2 separate regions of the Triticum aestivum genome follow, and region 1 is linked to region 2. A link is a contact called in public Hi-C data. All regions are on one chromosome and are shown on one strand. The core of a region is the stretch at or near the end of the contact, and the rest is flanking DNA. Distances in the headings are between cores, read along the strand shown. Region 1 has its middle 5.1 kb from the start of LOC123092553. Region 2 holds the start of LOC123130847 (7-hydroxymethyl chlorophyll a reductase, chloroplastic).

Region 1 (6,191 bases), core at 2,353-4,852, 140 kb after region 2:
ATTAACTAAGTCAGAGGCTCAAGAACACTGCTGACAAAAATAAGATGGCAAACATACCAAAGGTGTACATCACCGCCTCCATGTTGATGTCATGTTTTGAGAGTAGCTCGATGGCGCGCTTGCTCTGCACCGTAATTAGAGAGTCATTGTAACTATGATTGTGAAGTCACTGGATGTTGCCAGGAGATGCCCAACGATGATCCGAAGCACAAAAATTTGGCCTAAAGAAGAAGGCGAAGACCAGACGGCGAGATCCAACCCCATGTGGACGCCCAAAGCGCCGTTGTAGAATCTTAGGTACGAGAGCATGATGTTCTCGCAAGCCAAAGCAAAAGCGCTGTGCTTGACGACTCTCCACCACACCCCGACGGATTAGATACGGGCGAACTAACCCTCATGCGTCCCACGACAACGGTGAAAGCATCGCCACCGCGATGAGGACAAGACTATACTTATTCTATCGTATAGTCGTCTCTACTGCTCAAAACGACACGAGGATGCCAAAACCTAACAAACTAGACTAAGATTCCCTGCAAGCGCAACCATGCGTCTCTCCCGCCTCTCGGCATAGAAACTAACCGCTAGAGGCAAGGGAAAGACCGACAAAATTAGTCGGCGATAATTAGGGTTATGCGGCATCCAGTTGTTTTCCTTCAGCTTACCGAAGTTGTAGCGTGGATTTTAGAAACTCTCAGGGGCACACAGGTGCGGGAGCACACAACTGCCTATGCGTGTTTGGCTTTCCGATTGCTTTAATACTCGTAAACTTGTTTAATCTTAGGAATTTGATTACTGTAGGCTCAGTTCCATCCATGCATGCTTTTGACATCTTTTGCCAGCGATGCATGCGCCATTCATCCCATCTCTCATGCCTTTTTCATTTCATCTTTTAATTTCAATCTACTATATTTTTGAAGTGAAAGTCCAAATTAAGTTTTGTTTGCATATTTGTGTTCGTCATGACGAGAACTTTCGAACAAGACCCGTCTTGAATACATTGTGACAACATTAAAAAAATTCTAAGTTCAAAAAAAATAAACTTGATAATCGTACCATTAAGTTTTACCAAGTTTCAAATGCTTTATGGCTTTAGGGTTCTGGGCTTAGGGCTTTAGGGCTTAGTTTTAGAAAATTCCCAAATTTATCATCGTTTCTATCAAGTTTTAGTATTTGAAACTTTTCCGGCAGCCCGATTTGCCTCGGGATCCAGAAAGTCGATGGATATAGCATGAGGGCACACCAAGTTTTAAGTTTCAGTTTCTGAAACTTGCAATTTTGTCATTCGCTCACATCAAGTTTTAGCGGATGAAACTTAACGACGTTTTAAAACTCGTCAAGACTTGTTCAAAATGGATCTTATTTGAATGCCCTCATCACAAGAAACACGAATATGCAAACAAAATATAATTAAGTTGGACTTTTGGTATGAAAGATATAATAGATTCAAATTTGAAAGGCGAAAGAAAAGACATGGGATGTGGGATGGGTGGAGCTACCAAAAGCTGCAAGAGGTGCACCCATAGACCCCATCTAAGATAATTAGGGGTTAAAACACATGCAAAGACCAAACCGGTTTTTTAATCACGAGGCTATTGGGCAGCCGCAAATGTGCGTGCCCCCGACCTTGGTGCTATAAATCCTCTCCTGCATGGATTTGAAATACAACTGTGATGTCATTGATATTACACCTATCTAAAAAACTTATGATTTGGTTTTTCATCTAAAAATCATACAATCACAAGTAGTCTGGATAGATTTTGGGTCGTAGGGTCGTGCATCTAGCACTTGCAGTGCATGGGTAGAGGTATCACTAGTACTCCCTCTGTTTTTATTTATTCTGCATATTAGTTTTGATTGATATAAATATTTACCATAACAAATCCATATAACGTGAAAGTGCATTCAATGATGAATTTAAAGGTATTGATTTGTTATTGTATAATGTTAATATTTTTGTTTATAAACTTTGTCAAAGTTTACAAAGCTTGACTTTGATCGAAGCTAATACACGGACTGAATAAAAACGGAGGGAGTACAAGTTTTAGTGCAGCAGCAGTCTGTTTCGTGCATAGTTATTCCAAAAGGAGGTGTGGTGGTCATGTGCCGGCACCTCAAAGAGACTGTTCTTTGGTTAGTACTTTAGTTTTGAAAATATCTCGCATGGTCTACTCAATTCAGCTGGAAAAAAGTTGAAGCAAACAGAATGGTGCTCGTGATGACAAGAACACGGACCAAAGAACACCAAAATGAGAAGACACTTCAGATATGGAGCAAGATTAAGCCGCCACGGGACTGGCTAACAGTGTCTTAGTAAGGTGGCCTTTTCCCGCTGACCTTTGCGATTAGTCAGTTTCAATGTTCCATCCATAAACTGATTTAGCGGCAATAATATTTAGCCCCACTAACATATTTGACCCGCCTCAATAATTAAATACAATAAATCATATGTACTTTTAATTTCAATTCTCATATTATTCATCCAAATATTTATGTTCAAATAATTAAATATTATCAAAGTGGAGTATATTGCAACCAATACCAGATGAAACACGCGAGGTATCATCTAGTAGTGATAAAGCTCTGATCACTAAAGCATTAGGGGGGAAAGATGATCCAGTCATGGGGCTCTCAAAGATTACACTCCGTCTTTCATCGCATTTACTATTTGTCACGTACGTGAAAATACATTATGTACCACTTGATTTGAGCGTTAGCGTCGAGCCCGAAGTCGGTGTTGCCCCGGCGAGCCTAGCGAGACGCGTAGACGACAAGGGCTCCAACGGGAACAACACGACAACAGTGTCCGAGGTAGAAGAGACTCGGAAGTTGACTGGTTCAAATGCGGGGAGGTTGCCGGCGCTCGAGAAGAACGTGAGGTAGGGAGGATTGGGGGAGGGCTTAGAGGGATAGCCTGGGCGGCGACAACACACAGTGAACAACGATTCAGGGGAGAGCAGGAGCAATGAGGCGAGCACAATAGCGCCGCCGGCCACGGCGGTAGCAAGCAGTTAGGCCCTCATCGATTGACGATGCAAAAATGAAAAGAACGAAGGAAGAAGAAAACCAGTGTGTGGGTGAGGGTGATTGTCGGATGAAGATCCAACTGGCTTTTTCAGCTATCTAACAAATAGGCCGCCCAATGTTCATCCTCCCAAACATAGAGAAACAGATCAACAAATCTTTTATTCAATACAATTAATATTTTAAACGCTCTTATATTTTTTTACAAAGAGAATATAGTATAATTACTCAACTAGCACAAGGGTGGTATACATACATAAATTTGTTTCTCGATGCCGGCATATATACCCCACGGCTGTATTTGACCGGTTGCAGTTGCAGGATCATTTCAACCATTCATCTAGCCCCTGAACTTTGACAGCGTCCTTACAAACTTACCAAGTGGTGGCGCGAAAGCCCCCGCGTCGATGACGAACTGAACGAGCTCCACGGACCACGGCAGGTCCAGATAAAGATCGCACGAGATCTACGGCCGTGCCTTTACAGAAAGCGAGGATCCCGCGCGTGCGCGCGTGGGTCCGCGCGGGGCTCATTCCGCCGGGAGCCGGTGCGCGCGCTATTGCGTAGAGCACAATGGCGCGAGTAGAGTTGACCGGGAGCGAGCGAGCGCTGGTGCGAGGTCGGCCAGTAGAGGGGCTTGGCCAGGTCAGGTGGAGGCGCGTCGCCGTCGTCGAAAGCTACGGGACTTCGCTTCGAGAATGCTACCGGGTTTGGCTGGGGCTGCGTCGACCTAACCTCGCGCGCGCGGACCGATTTGTGGCTGCCGATTTGGCTCGGCGCCAGTAGTTTACTACTAGGTGTGTGGAACTGCTGTTACTGAGCTGGTAACGTGTGGCTTGAGTTTTGCCGATCGATTGTGTCTGTCTGTCTTATCTGATCGATCGCCGACTTACCTAGTTACGCGAGTGTTCTTTCATAGTACTAATAGTACGTTGCTTGCTTGGTTTACCTGGATTCGTTGCTACGGTTTTGGCCACACGCTTTGAATGGACCTCTCTCACACAGTGTTTCCCACTTATGACTTCTCTTACACAATGTTTCATACTCCACATGAAGGCATCATCTTCATCCTCCGTCGATGCAACACTCTTTAGTGTGGCAGGAAAAAAATGGCGGGAGAGAATGGCGACAAAGAAAATGGCGGAAAAGGAAATGGAGGGAAAAAGATTGCGGGAAAGTATTTTTTTTTCATGTATAAACGGCAATGGTTGTATTATAAGGCACTTTTAAATATAAACTCCTATGAAGCTCAAAACAAGTTTTCTAGTAGGATAAAAGAAATAAAATACATAAAAAAAGTACAAATAAAATAGCTACGGATAACTAAACAGAAACAAAAAGAATATGTCAAAAAAACTAAAGAAAACAATTTAAAGCAATTAAAATTAAAAGAAATAGCACAAAACCTATAAAACACTAAAACAGAACTGTTTCCATAAAAACCTAATTTTAAATAATTATAAAAATCACCAATTAATTACTACTAATAAAGAAAAGTCACAAAGAACCAGTAGCAAAAAGAATCATCTGAAAAAATACTCCTAGCTCAAATTATAGGCGATCTAGTGATTTGAGCAAATTCATGAAAATTCAAATTCAAACTTTCAAATCTAGTCAAACTTGATATCTACAGAAACTTCATAAAGTTTCTAATCTAATGCAAAAAGAATCAAATTAAAATTCTAAGAATCCTAATAGATATGAATTTTCTAAAATAATAGAGCAGGTGTTGGCCGAAGACCATTTTTCAGCCTCCTGGTGGCCGAAGAGGGACTCTTTGGCCAACTGTTGGCCGAAAAATCCTTTTTGGCCAACGGTTGGGCGAAAAATCCCTCTTCGGCCAACAATAGGCCGAAAAGTCCCTCTTCGGCCAACAGAAGGCCGACGGGGTGATACTTTTGATTTTTCTGCATTAGGGTGTATAGTTTCCAAATTTGCTATAAAAATCATCATAGTTTCAAAAAAAATCTCAAGTTATTCTTCCGTAGGCGAATCAAATGCTTACGTGTGAGTTCTCAGCCGTGGTGGTGCTTGTGGTTGGGCTGTGTGCTCCTGATTGTGCATGTCTTGGGTGGACCTTGGCATCTCGACTAAGCTGTCAGAGTGTTGCGGTGGTGGCGGAGTGGTCAACTTGGACGATGTGACCTTAATCCAATGAGAAAGGATGGAGTTGTGTGGCGACTCGAATGAAATTCCTGCTTGTACTTAGTCGGTGCTGACGGCGATGACGCTCGTGGGTGTCGTTCCCCTCCTTGGAGGCGTCGCCAAGATGTGTCGGCATCTCCCTCGCTCGCTCTCGGGATTGGTAGTTGTCTTTGGGAGAAAGCCTACGTCCGAAATTGAATCGGCGCGATGGTGGCGTTTTAACGTTGCTTCTTTGTTGGAAGCATTGTGCTTGAAGACACGGTCTTGAGGTTTCGTGTTGAGCTGCTTCTGGTGCTCGCCGTTGTTCAAGATGATCTTCAACGGCGCAATGTACGTCATCGCCGGTGAGTCCAAGACAGTGGCATTAGTGGACCGATCAAGGTCCGCCATCTACTTGCCACCTCCTCTTAGGCATCAAGGGTGGATGGTGCGTCGACAAGGCCAGAAGCGAAGTTCAGTCGGAGTTGATGTTCTCTTCAAAGGTGAACGGTGTTGGTCGAGACGCGTTGATGTTGCTCTGTCTTAGATCGCTCTTTTTGCTTTGTACTTGTGTTGTCGATGGTAGCTCTCTTCGGACTAGCCCTGGTGTGGAGTCTGCTATGCTCGTTGTTCGCAACAAGTTAGTCATCTTCTATTTGAAATTCCACCTTCTATAAAGATATGATATGCATTCACGTACTCTTGAAGAAAAAATGCTTACGACGCCCAAGGCGTATCGCGGCATTGTCGACTACACATGTCGCCCGATTGACAATTGCATCTTCACTGTCTTGTGCTGTCAGCCCATGCTCATCCTTTGGCATAGTTTAAAAAACCGAACCGATAAGATTGTTGGTTCAGATTTTTATCAAACAGACCGCCTTATTGTTGAAATTTGATGCCTTCTAGTCATGAAGCACGGTGAGCACTAGTGGCTTTGCACGCTCGCTTGAAACCGGGAGGTTACGTGCACCCTATTTTTCTAGTCCGGTTTTAATATATAGAAAACGACCGGTTTAGCCAATTCAATTGGTTTTCTTTGGTCC
Region 2 (6,188 bases), core at 3,286-5,785:
TTTGTTGAACATCATAGTAATTGTAAACACCCTTAGCATATGAAGATACGATTCCATTATCACTAAACTCACATTGATAGGGAAGGGGTTTCTTAGGGTTTTCAGAACAACAAGTAACATCATATATTTCACATAAATTCCAAGCATAGCATTGCAAACGTTGAATTTGACCCCATAATAATTTCCCTTTTTTAGATATATGGTGTCGCACATAACAAGCATGCTCATCTAAAGATTTGCCCTCGACTAAGCTAGTTGGGGTTTCAGCACGAGCACATAGGGATCGAAGATGATCCAAGTAAAAAGCTTCAGTAGTGTGATAGATTTTGAGTGGTTCTTCAACCATTGGAGCAGTAGGTACAACTAATTTTTTTGGTATTTTCCATTTCCTACCCATAACTAAAGATAGGAAACAACTAAGGACAACAAATAAAAATTACTTAGTGATAAAGCAAACAAGCACACACGAGAATATCCACCCCCACGCTATGACTCCCCGGCAACGGCGCCAGAAAAAGGTCTTGATAATCCACAAGTATAGGGGATAGTTGTAGCCTCTTTCGATAAGTAAGAGTGTCGAACCCAACGACGAGCTAAAGGTAGAACAAATACTCTCTCAAGTCCTATCGGCCACTGATACGACTCTACGCACGCTTGACATTCGCTTTACCTAGAACAAATATGAAACTAGAAGTACTTTGTAGGTGTGAAAGGATAGGTTTGCAAGATAATAAAGAACACGTAAATAAAAGTTAGGGGCTGTTTAGATAAAGATGCAATAAAGTAAATATAGCGAGTGTGGAAAAGTGGTGGTAGGAGTTGTGAAATTGTCCCTAAGCAATTGACTATGTTACTAGACCGGTAATCATTATTGCAATTCTATTTGAGGGAGAGGCATAAGCTAGCATACTTTCTCTACTTGGATCATATGCACTTATGATTGGAACTCTAGCAAGCATCCGCAACTACTAAAGATTCATTAAGGTAAAACCCAACCATAGCATTAAAGCATCAAGTCCCCTTTTATCCCATACGCAAACAACCTACTTACTCGGGTATGTGCTTCTGTCACTCACGCCACCCACCATAAGCAAATAATAAACATATTGCAAACCCTACATCGGGAATCCCTCACGCTTGCGCGACACGGAGGGCACAATAGGACAGCACCAATAAAATATGCAACTCAAACCAATCATAGCAATTCATCAATCACTGATAGGACAGTAGAAATCTACTCAGACATCATAGGATGGCAACACATCATTGGAAAATAATATGAAGCATAAAGCACCATGTTCAAGTAGAGGGTACAGCGGGATGCGGGAGAGTGGACCGCTGAATATAGATGGGGGAAGGTGATGGAGATGTTGGTGAAGACGGCGAAGGTGTCGGTGTAGATCGCGGTGATGATGATAGCCCCCGGCAGCGCTCCTGTGCCACCGGAAGCAATGGGGAGAGAGGCCCCCTTCTTCTTCTTCTTCTTCCTTGACCTCCTCCCTAGATGGGAGAAGGGTTTCCCCTCTGGTCCTTGGCTCCCATGGCTTGGGAGGGGCGAGAGCCCCTCCGAGATTGGATCTATCTCTCTGTTTCTGTGTTCTATGATTCTGCCCCTTCACCGTTTCTTTTATATCCGGAGACCTGTAACTCCGATTGGGGTGAATCTTTCGCACAGATCTTTCTCATAAAATTAGCTTTCTTGCGCCAAATGAAGAGCATCAACCGCCTTACGGGTGGACCACGAGGGTCAGGGGCGCGCCTGGGGGGGTACGGCGCGCCCCTACCTCGTGACCACCCCGGACACCGTTTCACGTTGGTTTCACTTCCCAAAAATCATAAATATTCCAAAAAAAATCTCCGTCCTTTTTTATCCCGTTTAGACTCCGTTTGATATTGGGTTTCTGCGAAACAAAAAACATGCAACAGACAGGAACTGGCACTTGGCACTGGATCAATATGTTAGTCCCAAAAAATAGTATAAAAAGTTGCCAAAAGTATATAAAAGTTGGAGAATATTGGCATGGAACAATCAAAAATTATAGATACGACGGAGAGTATCAGACTCCTAGGGGCTCGCTTACTCCTAAACAAGACCAAGCATTCATGCAGGCCACTGTAATCTTTGTGGGTGTCATCATAGTGTGTCGAGTGATAGGTTGGTAAAGTACCATGGGATGTACTAGAATCCAAATTTGGCACCACCGATGTCGTTGGTGAAATGTATAGAGCAGTTCAATAACTATAGAATGGTTGCTAAACGCTCTGTCGTAAACAAGCTCATGAGTTACAGTGAATCACAAAGGAACTTGAGCTCCTTAAGTCTGTGTTACTCAATAAGTTTGTGGCCGGGAGCATTGTTGGTAAGTTTTCTCCTTCATGGTGGAAGTTTTCCACTACTCTAAAACACCAAAGACAAGAGATGTCTATTGAGAGTCTAATTGGACCATTGAATGTTGAGGAGAAGGTAATGGCAAAGGACACACGAGTAAAGGAGCATAGGGACATTTTGCTGTTAACATGGAACAAAAAAATACCCACAAGTTCAAGGGAAAGAACAAAGCCTCCCAACACTAACAACTTTAAGAAGAAGAAGGGGTCGAAAGGGGCACAAAAAGGACAAAGCAAAGCATCCTTGATGGATTGCGATGAGACGGGTCATTGGGCTCCACGATTTTCGGACTGCCATGGCTAGAAAAAGGATGTTGGATAGAGTTCAAACTCTGTAAATATATCATTGGCAATAGTGAAGGTGGAACATCCACTAGTATAGGAACCCCTTACTAGTGGCGTGCATGAAATTCAATGACGAGGGAACAAGGAATGGAGGAGGACCCGGTCCGAGGAGAAGAAGGACAGAGAGAAAGAGAGAGACAAACATGATCATAGTCCCGAGTTACCCTAGGAGCCTATTTCTCAGTTGCGGCTCTCCCCAAAGCGCCTGAAAAGGGTAGTGAGCGAATGTATCGGGCCCGCCGTATATAAGGCAGACCAAAGGATCCCCCGATGGGGCAAAAAAACGTTCAGGACTGATCACCTCACAATGACCACTCTATCCGCCACCAAAAAAGTGGGATGTAACCACCGAAACATATTTCGTCAATTATCCCCTAGATCTCCGGCGACCACCACAATAATGATGCAGTGCTTTAGGAGTTTTCTTAGCAAAACCAAGACATATTTCATGTTCTAAAAAATGTAGTTTAGTGTTCTCAAAAGGAAAAAAAACAAGGTAGTTTGATGTTTTTAATAAGAAAATAAAATAAAATAAAAGGCGAGTTGTAGGGCTTTCCTGCCTTTTTTTAGAAATACCGTAGAGATGTTTTTAAAACATTTGTAACTCTATTCAAACTCAAAACCATTACAGATACATCGCTTTCGATGCAAAACCTAAGAAATTGCAAAGTAACTGTCACAACTAAGAATTATAATAAAATCTCTTGGGTGACATCTTCTCAGTGGTATTGATCTTTGCAAGTTAAAATACAGTCAAGACTTTAGTAAAGAGACTGCAATTGGACTGGAGCAGCGCTACTTCTACTTGTTCACTTGCATGGACTGGATTACGAATAAAGGTTTCTGAAAGCCCCTTGGTTCACCCATCTAAAAAGATAGCCATGAGCAATGAACGTGCTTGGGACGGGATTATCCGCTAGAAGTGCATGCGGTTGAACCACAAAAGCTTCACCATAATGTCGAGGAAAGATTCCATCTCCACAAAAAATCAAATCAACAAAAGCAACATGACATAATAATATAAAGTCATCATATCTGAATAATCAGCTCTGCGAAACTTTGTGTCTTCATGACACCACCACAAAAAAATGATGTAACTTGTTCATAAAAAGACGAAGATGACCAAATGTTGCTCAAAACTCTGAAACTCTTGAAGACATGAGATCTCCCACCTCCTAACACGAAGATGGCATCCGGAGGCGGCGAGGGGGCCAGAAATTCCTCGAGGCACGACTGCTGAGGTTCCTTTCTCAATCCATTTGTCACGCTTCAGGAGGAGTGGTCTTCTGCGGTCCAATTATAACTTGAAGCTACAGTAATGGGCTAAAGGTAAACGTCGATGCTGCTGTCAGTCGGAGTGGCAGACACGGGGCGGTAGCGGCTATCAGGAGGAGCAAGGATGGAAGCTTTGAAGGGGTTTCTATTGTTGCTTTTCCCATAGTGACCGATCCAGCTACGTTGGAGTCCATGGCGGTCCGGAAGGCCTGGCCCTCTCCATGGATCTAAATAACCCGAGAGTTTAGCTAGCTTCAGACTGCAAGAATGTGGTGCATGAAATCAAAGAAGGAAGCAGCTCAAGTTATGGTGCAATTATCCGCGAAATCAAGTTAGGTGTTAGTGCTTTTATTTCATGTAATATAGTTCATGAACGTCGGAGCTCGAATTTCGAGGCTCACAATCTAGCGAAGCATGCGTTATATTTGGGGCCAGGCCAACATGTATGGTTAGGCCAGCCCGGGAACCTTCCCTCCGTTCCTGTGAATGTGGTGATGATTTAATAAAGCTTTGTGTGATTGTCTAAAAAAAGTAATGGGCTAAAGCTGAATTTTCTTCGCACATCTGCATTGTGTTTGTGTGGACGGAAACGTGTAAGCCCACCCGCGACGAGTCCAGCCAGCCACACGATCTTATCGTCGTCCACGAGCGGCTCCTGCCTCTCTCACAAGCCGCGCCTGCCCGCCCCGCCGGAGCAACGGCATGATCGCCATGGCTGCGCGCTGCTTCTTCTACTTCTCCCCTAAACCCTGCCTCTCCTTCACCCCACGGTGCTCCTCCTCCTCCTCCTCCCCGCCAGCGCCAGGTTGGTTACCTACCTAAATCCAGTCCATTCCTGGCAGTACATACAACCTGAATCGAATCGAACTGAGTTTTTCAGGGGGGAAGGGAAAGGGGAAGGCGCTGAGGGAGGACTGGCGAGAGAAGTCCAAGCCCATCCCTCCCGGAGGCGTCTACCCGGCCAAGGACAAGTGCAGCCGCTGCGGCCTCTGCGACACGTACTACATCGCCCACGTCAACAACGCCTGCGCCTTCCTCGGGGACGGCATGTCCCGTGTCGAGGTGCCTCCATGTTTTTCTTCTTTGCATTGCATTGCTCTCCTACGGCCATTAACGCGTGGTTCGTGTTTCCCATAGGATCTGGAACCAGTGGTCCATGGGAGGGGCAGGAAGGATACCATGGATGAAATGTACTACGGGGTGCATGAGCAGCTCCTGTATGCCAGGAAAACGGAACCTGTTCAAGGTTTCAGTTACCTAACTCTCATTTCATTTCATCCCACCATGTGCATATGCAGCTACATCTTGCCAGCTTGATTTACCCCCATATATATACACATGTAGGAGCTCAGTGGACAGGAATAGTCACAACAATCGCAGTTGAGATGCTGAAATCAAATATGGTTGATGCCGTGGTTTGTGTACAAAGGCACCCAGACAAGAATCGGATACCAAATCATCATCTTTCCTTGCAATAACTCGAGAAAAACTCATGGACTTGACTAATGCTCTATATTTATTGCCACAATCTGCAGTGACCCAGACGATAGGTTTGCCCCAAGGCCTGTTTTAGCCAGGTATTGTGGAATTGATCAATTGTTAGTTTCATCAGTTGTTTTTTATGCACTTGGAATTGATCTATTGTCAGTTCCATCATTCCCATTCTTGATGTTATGGAAGTAAGATTCAGTATTTTTAACCATGCTCTGCTAGGACACCAGAAGAAGTGATTGCAGCCAGAGGTGTCAAGCCGACATTATCACCTAATCTCGATACACTAGCCTTAGTGGAGGTAAATCTGTCTTCTTCTTCTTCATGCTATATACTTTGCCATTGTTGCTAGCTGCTGTATCTTGTGATCTTATCTCCCTTCTCAACCTCTGAAAACAAATCACTGATGATGACAGATATCTGAAGTAAAGAACATAAGCTCTTTGAACATGAACTTGGACTTGTTTGTTCAGAGATTTGCATCTATACCCCAATTGTAGGGACTGAAAATTTATGTCAACCAATTCCCTTTCCAGTTCTGGAAGCACTTTAGGTGCTATCGCCAAAGACTTTACACTATGACGTCATGATTGTTGCCTCATACACCCTGTTTCTGAACAACTCTCTGAAAACTAGGAGTTTCATGATTTCCTTTCACAGGCAGCTGGTGTAAAGCGTCTTCTCTTTTG

The links. Hi-C and Micro-C count contacts between places; a contact is called where the count stands out from the background.
Region 1: a Hi-C map of leaf shows a contact between it and region 2, with 4 times the contacts expected there. The contact joins the enhancer-like site here to the promoter of LOC123130847 in region 2. A contact is called at or near these places in 2 of 5 Hi-C or Micro-C datasets (both in leaf).

What each region holds. Positions count from the first base shown.
Region 1 is chr1B:451,840,674-451,846,864 of IWGSC CS RefSeq v2.1, forward strand. No RefSeq gene overlaps it. Among protein-coding and RNA genes, the nearest start is that of LOC123092553, 5.1 kb to the left of the region's middle. Within about 2 kb of position 3,603, at least 1 of the 8 cell types and tissues checked has an H3K27ac peak or open chromatin away from gene starts, as enhancers often do. A contact at or near this core is called in leaf, where this site is marked.
Region 2 is chr1B:451,698,926-451,705,113 of IWGSC CS RefSeq v2.1, forward strand. It overlaps LOC123130847 (7-hydroxymethyl chlorophyll a reductase, chloroplastic), which reads left to right and starts at 4,536. Exons shown (of 18, transcript XM_044550653.1): 1 at 4,536-4,813; 2 at 4,889-5,070; 3 at 5,146-5,254; 4 at 5,353-5,437; 5 at 5,544-5,585; 6 at 5,722-5,800; 7 at 6,160-6,188. The coding sequence starts at 4,711.